2 separate regions of the Mus musculus genome follow, and region 1 is linked to region 2. A link is a contact called in public Hi-C data. All regions are on one chromosome and are shown on one strand. The core of a region is the stretch at or near the end of the contact, and the rest is flanking DNA. Distances in the headings are between cores, read along the strand shown. Region 1 overlaps 1110051M20Rik (RIKEN cDNA 1110051M20 gene). Region 2 overlaps 1110051M20Rik (RIKEN cDNA 1110051M20 gene).

Region 1 (4,961 bases), core at 2,279-4,778, 76 kb after region 2:
AACAGTGCTGCAAAGAAACAGCAGATTAAATACTATTCTCATAGAAAACTACCATAGAAATTAACTTTTAATGCACTACAGGGTCGCTGGGAACATATGGCAATATGTGGTGTTAGAGACCTTTAAAGTTATGAAAGGGTTAACCTGGCCATGAAGTTTATAGCAATGTCATTGTCATCATACAGAAGGAGAATGAAAAATACAGCTAATGAGCCAACATAGGGAAATGGGGCAGACTACATTTCTAGCAACTGGAGTCTAAATGATGATGTATCCTAAATTTATAAGCTGTCCTGCAAAAAAATGGCCCCAATGTGTGTTTTATATTCAGGGCAGAATGTCAGCGTCTAGGCCATGAAATACACTGTGAAGGAACTAATGATGGTGAAATCATATCCTTAGTACAGGATATCCCTCCCCCTCTGTGTGTGTGTGTGTGTGTGTGTGTGTGTGTGTACATTAGAATGCAGGTGCCCACAGAGCCAAAGGTTTTCAATCCCCTTGGAGGTAGAGTTACAGGCAGTTGCGAGTCACTTAATGTGAATGCTAAGAATTAAACTTGGGTCCTCTGCAAGTATGTGCTCTAGCCACTGAGCCATCTCTCCAGCCCCTCAGTGTAGTTTGAAAGACTACCTCAAAAGCAACGTTCTCAAATGCAATAGTCTTTTTGTGATTCTATTCCCAATGCAATGCAAGCCCATTATCTCTCATTTATGAGTCTCTAATATGATATGCTTTCTCTATTTTAATTAACTCCTTACTTACTTATCCATTTATTTGGGATGGGGGAAGAGGTGTTACCATGGCATCCATGTGGAGGTCATAGGATAACTTGTGTAAGCCTGTTCTCCAACATATGGGTTCCAGGTATAGACTCAGGCCATAAGATCTAGTGTGAAGCTAACTTCAGGATGGCCGCTCTCACAGTACACAAGTTCACTGAGATGGACTCTCTGGGTCTTGTTAATAAAAAATAATGGTATCTTTTATTTGGAGGATTTTTGTAATAAGGTTTTAATAAAACAAAATGGAAGAATCAACATGGGAACCATCACTAATCTTTGAGGAATAATCAAGCACCACTTCCTATCTCCTAGATTGTCTATTAGGAAAGATGAAGAGAGAGACATGTTTATGAAGATTTGGAGCACCTGGGGCCCTTATACATTGTTGAGAAAATACATAGTAGCCTTTCTGGAAACAATTTTATGGCTTCTCTGTAATTCCAGTACTAGTTACATATCCCAAAACAGAGAGTAGAAGAACATACCGACATCAGAGCATGTAACTGGAGCCTTTGCCACCCCAGTGCCCCTACTAGGAGATGAGAGGTACAGAGACAGGATAATGCCTAAAAGACTGTGGCTACCCAGCCTGGCTATGCAGCAGAAAGACCACAAAGAGACTGTCTCAAACAAGGTGGGGGTGAGGGCCAACACCCAAAACTGTCATTCGACTTCCACATACACTCTGTTGCACACATGTGGCCACACTCACGCACACAACAAACACAAGGAGGAGGAGAGTCTTAGGCAAAATGAGGCTGTGTCTAGAAACACTTTAAGGAAGAGACATGCTTTTGTTAATTTTGTGTTTTGTTACCAATTTTTTGTTATTTAAAGAACATTCCAGTTGCTTTCTTTGTCTCCTGAGGCCCCTAGCCATGCTTACTGGCTGGCTTCCTTCCCCCAGGTTTCCTCCTGTGGGCTGGGATGTCGGTGCACAGGCACATCTTAAATGGGAGGTTTTCCCTGTCACGGAGGAGCAAACAAAGTCATGCAGGTCTTACAGAGGATGGCTTTATACCCCATAATACCATGATGATGTCACAGACAGACCCTGTTACTGAATTCCTGCATAGCATGAACCACTGGGTATTCAAATTTCACTATGAAAACTCATTCTTTCAGTTGTTGGGGCTTTGCTGAAAGACTGGAGTTTTGTTCTTCAAAAAGTTGGCAAACCCTAAAGATATGTTCCTCTGTACAAATTGGTCCCTGAAGTAACAATTCATGGATTTGTTCTTTCCTTCCTTGTGAAGCTCAGACAAGGCCTAAAGCTCTTAAATGTTTTCTTTGCACTGCCTATCTACTACAGAATTTGGCAACAGTAACTTGATGAGAGATGTCGGTGGAGCGTGACCATTCAGCCTGTGTTGCAGAACCCTGAAGCCATTTAGACAACACACTTGTGCACAAGCTGCCTCACCCCCTGCTCCTTCTACTGAGCTCTAAAGCCCTTCCCAGACATGAATTCAGCCACAGTGTTCCTAACTACTTCACTGTCCTGTGGCCATCTGCCATTCTGCCATTTGAACGTGCAGTATACCTACTGTGGGAGGAAGTGAGTGGGGATCCTGTGTACAAGGATTTTGACAAAGGTGGTTTTAATATGTAGTGCACTTGGAATGAGCTTCTGTACACAGATATGAATCAGGAAAGCTATTGGGTTCATTGACTGTGCATTCTCTGAAGCAATAAAGAAGTGTAAGTGGACTAGAACGCAGAGACCCAGCCAGCTAGATGGCTCAGCAGGTAAAAGCATCTGCCTTCAAGACTACCATCAACCTGGGATCCACATGCTATGTAGAGAGAACTGACTCTGGCTAGCTGGCCTCTGTCCTCCGAATGCACTGCATGGCACTTGTATGTATGTGTGTGTGCACGCACGCACGCACACACACACACACACACACACACACACACACACACACTAAATCAATCAATAATGTGATTTAGGAAAAAACATTGCACATCCAAAGCCTGCCACACTGCAGGTGCCTGCTGAGACTCTGTCTTCATGTTGTCAACAGTAGCTTAGTTACAAGTACAAAGTACAAGATCTTCGGCTTTTCAAATACTTCCCAACTGGGCTATGGAGAGGAGGACTCTGACTCAGCAGCAGATAAGGAACACTGGCTGATGACCTGAATTTGATCCCTGGGATCTATGCATTGGAAAGAGAGAACTAACTCTTGAATGTTGTCTTCTAGGCCAGGTATAGTAGAGTACATCTTTAATCCCAGTATTTGGAAGGCAGAGTCCAATCAGATCTTTGTGAGTTTGAGGCCAGCCAGCTCTACATAGTGAGGTCCAATACCTTACATAGACCTTGTCTCAAAACAAAACAAAACAAAGAAAAAAACCCTCAAAACAAAACAAAACAAAAAACCCAACAAAACAAAACAAACAAACAAAAAACCAAAAACCCAAAACATTGTTTTCCTGACCTCCATGTGTCATATACAAAAAAAGTAAATGTAAAACATCAACAAGAAATTTTGGAAGAAATTCAGTTGGGGCTTGTTGGGAACTGGTTCTAGCGCTTTGTCTTAATTTGACTCCCAAAAGCTGCAATTCCAGACCTGAGGGTCCCTGCCTCCAGCTGGCTTCAACTGGTAATAAAGAATTGTCATACAGCCGATAGCTGGGCAGGGAGAAGAAGGTGGAACTTTTAGATTGTGTGGGCAAGGGACGGAGGGAGAGGGAAGAAGAGGAGAATCACCATGACTCAGAGGCAGAGGGATCAGATTTAAGAGCCATAGGAGAGAAGTTATCCAGCAATGTGGGAGGAAAGGGAAAGCAGCCCTGGGGTGGGGGTGGGGCAGCTGTCCAGAGGTAACAAGGCAGCAGAGATAAAATATAAAATTAAAAGGTATTAAGCTAGGAATGCCAGAGGGGAGTGTTCCCTAATCACAAGGAGGTTTAGAGTGGGTGGGTGGGAGAGTGGGTGGGGGAGCGTGTAGGGGACTTTTGGGATAGCATTGGAAATGTAAATGAAATAAATACCCAATTTAAAAAAAAAAGGGGAAAAATGTAAAAAAAATAAAAATAAAAATACATGAAACACACACACACACACACAAAAAGAATGTTAAAATCATGTCCACGAGGGCTGGTCAATTGGAGTTAAGAGCAGCCCAGATGGAACATAGTGAGTAATAAGTCAGGGTTATCAATAGGAAAGCAGATTCGAATGGCATAGAGGAGAGATATCTGCTCGGCTTTGGTGCTGATAAAGGCTTAAGGTCACATGTGTCTTTTATCTGGGAACTGCATAATTAAAGGCAGAGTAAAAGCCTCCCATTGGGATTAAATATTTTCAACAACAACAAAAAAAAAAGAAAAAAGAAAAAAAGAAGTGCCCAACCATTACACCAAGGCATATTAAAATTAGCTGTGTGTGGGGTGTGTGTGTGTGTGTGTGTGTGTGTGTGTGTGTGTTTCATTCATGCAACCCACCTGGAGCCAAAGCAGATTAACGAATTCACCATGACAAGGGCAAATCATTCCTCAATTCCTGACTCACTGTATAGGCATAGGTGAACCAATCTAGGAAACCAAGCTGATAGCAGCAGATGCAATTCATAATTTCTGAGACAGTGAAAGACAGAGATGAGCCAATCAGGTCTCTCTTGCAATAGCTTAAAGCACTCACATTTCAAACCAAGATTATTTTTTTTCTGCCAAAGTAACTACCATAGCAGAGTTCATTTTCAGACCGTGATATTGGTGATAGATTTTACTGCATTAAGAAGAGAAAAACTTAAGACATCTCACAGGCCTTAAGAGCTATGGAAAGTCTCTGCAGGAGGAAGATAAAGCCCTAGTTTCTTTCCTTGGTCACTTCAAATGCAGTCACCAGATCTATAAAGAATCTTCCTAAAATAGAAGTGGAATAAAGCACTTGTCACAAACAGGCCTGTTGCTAAGGGTAGAGGAGCCTGTTTCCATACAGGTTAACTCTGCAGAGGGGCTACACCAAGGGACTTAGTTCTCACATGCTGCTTCTCCGAGAGTAAGCTCTCCCTGGCAGGATCTTGGTTTATAGTATTTCTATGCTGACTATTTTGTATGTGTGTGGGTGTGTTTCTGTATACCACTGTGTGCCATGATAACACACTCTAAGAGTGAATTTTCTCCTTCCACCACAAATGTCCAAGGAATGGAACTCAGTCTAAC
Region 2 (4,723 bases), core at 89-2,588:
TATTTTGGGTTTTGATTTTTTTTGTTTTTGTTTATTTATGTGCCTTGGTATTTTGCCTGAATTTATATCTGTGTGAGGGTGTCAGGTCCTCTGGAACTGAAGTCACAGACAGTTGTGAGCTACTATGAGGGTGCTGGGAATTGAACCTGGATCCTCTAGAAGAGCAGCCAGTGCTCTTAACCACCGAGTCATCTCTCCAGCCCCCTTTCCAGAGTATTTTTATCACAGCAAAAAAGAAGAAATTAAGATAATGTGTGAATTCAGAGGAGGATCTCTAGTCATAAGAACTATTCTGGAGGGGCTGGCGAGATGGCTCAGTGGTTAAGAGCGCCGGCTGCTCTTCTATAGGTCCCAAGTACAAATCCCAGCAACCACATGGCGGCTCACAACCATCCGTAACGAAATCTGATGCCCTGTTCTGGAGTGTCTGAAGACAGCTACAGTGTACTTACATATAATAAATAAATAAGTCTTAAAAAAAAAAAAACTATTCTGGAAATGGCTATTTGAGGGAATCCAGGAGCTGCAAAGAACTGAAAATGGTAACCGTCCTATTTGGTAGACATTACAACTGTCAATAGACGATAAACCACAGCTAGTGGACCATGGTGCAGACGCTGCTGGTCTCCCAGAATCTTCTCACCGAGGGAGGGCTCAGTTCAGTCACCCTGAATGCTTTTGTACAGGAATGAATGGCCACTTTTACCATGAAAACCAAAGGAAGCTGAGGGGTTGCCTCACAGAAATGTATTTCGCCATAAGCAGATTCAGTGTGAGCACTAGCTCAAGGTGAGGGGCACCCAGGTGCAGAGTATTCCTCCTGTTGGTTAGCTTACTCTAATCCTAGAGACCGGTACACAAGGTTATTTTAGACAAGAAAATCAATTTAGCAGAAATGATTGATACTCAGTGTACTCAAGAGCTAACCTGGCCTCATTTGTCGGAAAAGGAAGAAAGGGAAGAAAGCTTTTTTTTTTACATCTGGCCTGCCTTTTTGCTGTGGAAATTCCTGCCTCCGAAGCTCTGTGGAGGCAGCTTAGTCATTTCTACATCCGCTTTGCAGACCACCATGTGTGTCCACCACATTTTCTCACCAGAGCTGTGGTGGTATGTGGCTGTACTCAGAGGCCTGGGAGATGGTGCCTGGGCCAGAGTCAGAGAGCCATCACCACAGAGCAGCAGAATGGTACCAGACAGAAGGACGTGGGGCAGAGCTCTGCCTCTCTCAGTGAGCCTGCCCTGAATCTAGGACTTTTATCCCTCAAAGTATGGGGATACAGTCCAATAGGGTTTAGTCTGAACTCATCTGTGTGACTCGCCCCTGTGTCAGCTGTATGAGCTGGTGCTGGATCAAGGCTAGAGATAATGAAACACTGCAAAGCCACGGGAAACCCAGAGGGCTGGATGACCTCTAGCTGGTTAGCTGCATGATTTCAATAGAAACTGCCACAGAGGCCAGAGAACACCACAGACCATGAGTGGACTCTTCAATTTTCAGTTACAATTGTTTTTATGTGCATTTTTTGCAGGCGCTCTGAAGGCTCATTCTAAAGACACTCCTCCTCGGCCAGCATGCTCTGCCAAGAGGTGCTCGGAAGGCCACGGAGAGTTCGGGGCATGACCACACCACCCCTTCCCATCCCTAGGGTATGGAGGCTTTGTTACCAGGCCGCAGCTGAGTAAATACTTCTCAGGGCTACTCTGTAGAGGGAAAGGGAACTGAGGGAGAAAGAGGGTGGGGGTGGGGTGGGGAGCAAGGCATCTGACAGCTTCTCTCTCCTTGGAACACTTGGTACCACAGTCACAGGAAAGCTGCCAGCATCCTAAGGGCCGTGTAGCTGTCAAGCAAAGCACAGAAGAACAGTCTGTGTTCCTAAATGTTATCTTCTTTGGCAGCATTCATTTTATATTATAAATAGAGGGAAATAATAATAATTAATTTACTGAAAGGGAGATGACCCCACAAAAGGAATGAGACGCAATGGCTTCCAATAACACTTGTGGGGTATAATGCTTGAGCCATTATAAACTCTGGCCTCTGCCACATCACCATTCCCCAGAGCTCTATTTAGTGTGTTCAAAGAGGAGCAAGAAGCCAAAGTCTTTATTTTTATATTTTATTATGACCAAGCCCAACACCAAGTGAGAAATATATCTTGCCTATTTCTGTTTGGCCAGTGGGGTTCTAAACTATTAAATAATCAGTCAAGACAATGATCTTGTGGCAATGTTTAAGATGAACAAGAACTGCCCAGGAACTGTGGTATCAGATACAAATGTAAAGAAATGTGGGCATTTTCAATAAAAGATTATATATACACATCCTGGCAGTTTGGTCAGGTCTGTGGACTAATCATGACCATCTCTACCCACCACTGGGAACTTGAAACAGAGGCTTGACCTGCCACCTACGACCCCTACACTGAGTCGCGCTCTTGGGTACAGCTCTGTCTCCTGCCCTCAGATAGGACTATTGAGGTTGGGTGGACTAAGGAAGGGTATTGGGTTTGTTTGTTTCGTTGTTTGTTTGCCTGTCTGTTTGTTTGTTTGTTTTTTTCAAGACAGGGTTTCTCTGTGTAGCCCTGGCTGTCCTGAAACTCACTCTGTAGACCAGGCTAGCCTCAAAGTCACCGAGACTGCCTGCCTCTGCCTCCTGAGTGTGGGGAGTAAAGGATGTGCCACACCACTGCCTGGCCATCTTGCTTTACTTCTAAAGAGGACCGTGTTTTCCCATTCAAATAGATACCACAAAACCAAGATGCAAGAGTCAAGCCAAGCATGTGCTTCTGAGTGCTAAAACCCACGCCTGCTCTCAAGTACACAGAAACGGTTCAGCAGGTCAAGAGCTAACATGGAGAAGGAACTTGAGCCTTTCCTCACAGTGTCTGAAGGTGAGAGGATAGATAGCCCTCCTGTCCGTGATGGCTGATATCTAAAACGACTCACTCAGCCTTTGGAAAGGAGGAGGTGTAAGACGTTTTATGGGGTTTTACCGTCAGAATGAAGCGATCCAGCTTGTTTTCAAAAAGAAAAAGTCTGTTCTGTTTCAGAGACACATCATGATGCAGAGGCAATGCCTTGGTCTGAGTTCTGTGAAGAACATTCCTCTGGGTACAACTTCCTCTGACTAGGCCTCAGTTTTCCACCCATAAGATAGAGATGTCAAATATGAAAGTAAAAAAAATATATATTTAAAGGATACACTTAAAAATAGAAATCTTGCCGGCCGTGGTGGCACACGCCTTTAATCCCAGCACCCAGGAGGCAGAGGCAGGCAGATTTCTGAGTTCGAGGCCAGCCTGGTCTACAGAGTGAGTTCCAGGACAGTCAGGGATACACAGAGAAACCCTGTCTCGAAAAACAAACAAACAAACAAACAAAAAAATCTTACATGGAACTTTAATATATATCATTCTGGTGGTTTGAGTAAGAATGGCCCAGTAGGCTTATATATTTGGTCATTAGGGAGTGGTGCTATTTGACAGGACTAGACCTTGTTGGAGGAAGTGTGCCACTGGGGTAGGCTTTGGGGTTTCAAATGCCCAAGTCAAGTCTAGTGTCTCTCTCTTCCTGCTGCCTGTGGATCCAGATGTAGCCCACTCAGCCACCTCTCCAGCACCATGTCTCCCTGCACGCCCCATGCTTCTTGCCACAATGAACTAAACCTCTGAATATAAGTAAGCTCCCGAGTAAATATTTTCCTTTATAAGAGTTGCTATGGTCATTGTGTCTCTTCACAGCAACAGAACACTGACCAAGGCAATCATAGATGAAATAAAACCTTTCTGACTCAACTTTCTCTACAATGGCCCTCACTCAGACTAAAGGTAATGGAAAATGGGAAAGCTCAGCTTGGGAAATGGAGAGATGGCTCAGTGGTTAAGAGCACTCACTCAGCTTACAGAGGACCTGGATTCAGCCCCCAACACCCATATGGTGACTTACAATCTGTTGTAACTCCAGTTCTAGGGGAATTCAATACCCTCTTCTGGCCTTTATGCACATTTGTACACACATGGTACACATGAACTCATGCAAGCGTGCGTGCGTGTGCGCACACACAAATAAAATAACATAGATAAAATTCAAAACTCAGCATGGTGGTATAATATAACCCCAGCACTGGCAGGCTGAGGCTGAAGACTCACAAGTTCAAGGCCAGCCTGGACTATACGATGAGATCCTGTTTCAAAGAAACTAAACTACCACACAAAAATCTCCAGGGTTTTTACTAAAGGCAGGATAAACACCACTGTCTCTAACTTCTGAGTGGGTCTGACTGAATGTGATGGCTCCTGAGTCAACCAGCTTAGGTCCAAACTGTGGCTGTTCACTAACTAGCTAAGTGACCCTGAGCAAGCCAATTTAGAAATGAGTATGAATAACAACTCTGACTGAACCATTTTAAATTTTTATTTATTTATTTATTTTTATTTTTTGTTGGTTTTTTTTTTTTTTTTTTTTGGTTTTTCGAGACAGGGTTTCTCTGTGTAGTCCTGGGTGTCCTGGAACTCACTTTGTAGACCAGGCTGGCCTCGAACTCAGAAATCTGCCTGCCTCTGCCTCCCAAGTGCTGGGATCAAAGGCGTGCGCCACCACTGCCTGGCTACCACTGAACCCTTATTGCTTTCTCTTTAGTCATCTTTTAATCCTCTCAACAACTCTCTATGTCCAGTGCTAGAATTGCCATTATTCATGCTACAGATGTCATTAATAATGCAGC

Evidence for each region. A called contact is a pair of places that touch in the nucleus more often than the background predicts.
Region 1: a Hi-C map of the C2C12 cell line shows a contact between it and region 2, with 1.5 times the contacts expected there. The contact joins two enhancer-like sites. A contact is called at or near these places in 18 of 484 Hi-C or Micro-C datasets (the C2C12 cell line, Sertoli cells, bone marrow-derived macrophages and 9 more), 5 of 115 datasets of contacts at active chromatin or transcription factors (differentiating embryonic stem cells, embryonic basal ganglia and embryonic stem cells) and 1 of 9 other capture datasets (embryonic stem cells).

The regions. Positions count from the first base shown.
Region 1 is chr2:91,384,928-91,389,888 of GRCm38.p6, forward strand. All of the region lies in intron 2 of 1110051M20Rik (RIKEN cDNA 1110051M20 gene), which reads right to left. Among named protein-coding and RNA genes, the nearest start is that of 1110051M20Rik, 57 kb to the right of the region's middle. Within about 2 kb of position 3,529, at least 44 of the 459 cell types and tissues checked have an H3K27ac peak or open chromatin away from gene starts, as enhancers often do. A contact at or near this core is called in the C2C12 cell line and muscle stem cells, where this site is marked.
Region 2 is chr2:91,311,448-91,316,170 of GRCm38.p6, forward strand. All of the region lies in intron 3 of 1110051M20Rik (RIKEN cDNA 1110051M20 gene), which reads right to left. Among named protein-coding and RNA genes, the nearest start is that of Arfgap2, 49 kb to the left of the region's middle. Within about 2 kb of position 1,339, at least 83 of the 459 cell types and tissues checked have an H3K27ac peak or open chromatin away from gene starts, as enhancers often do. A contact at or near this core is called in the C2C12 cell line and muscle stem cells, where this site is marked.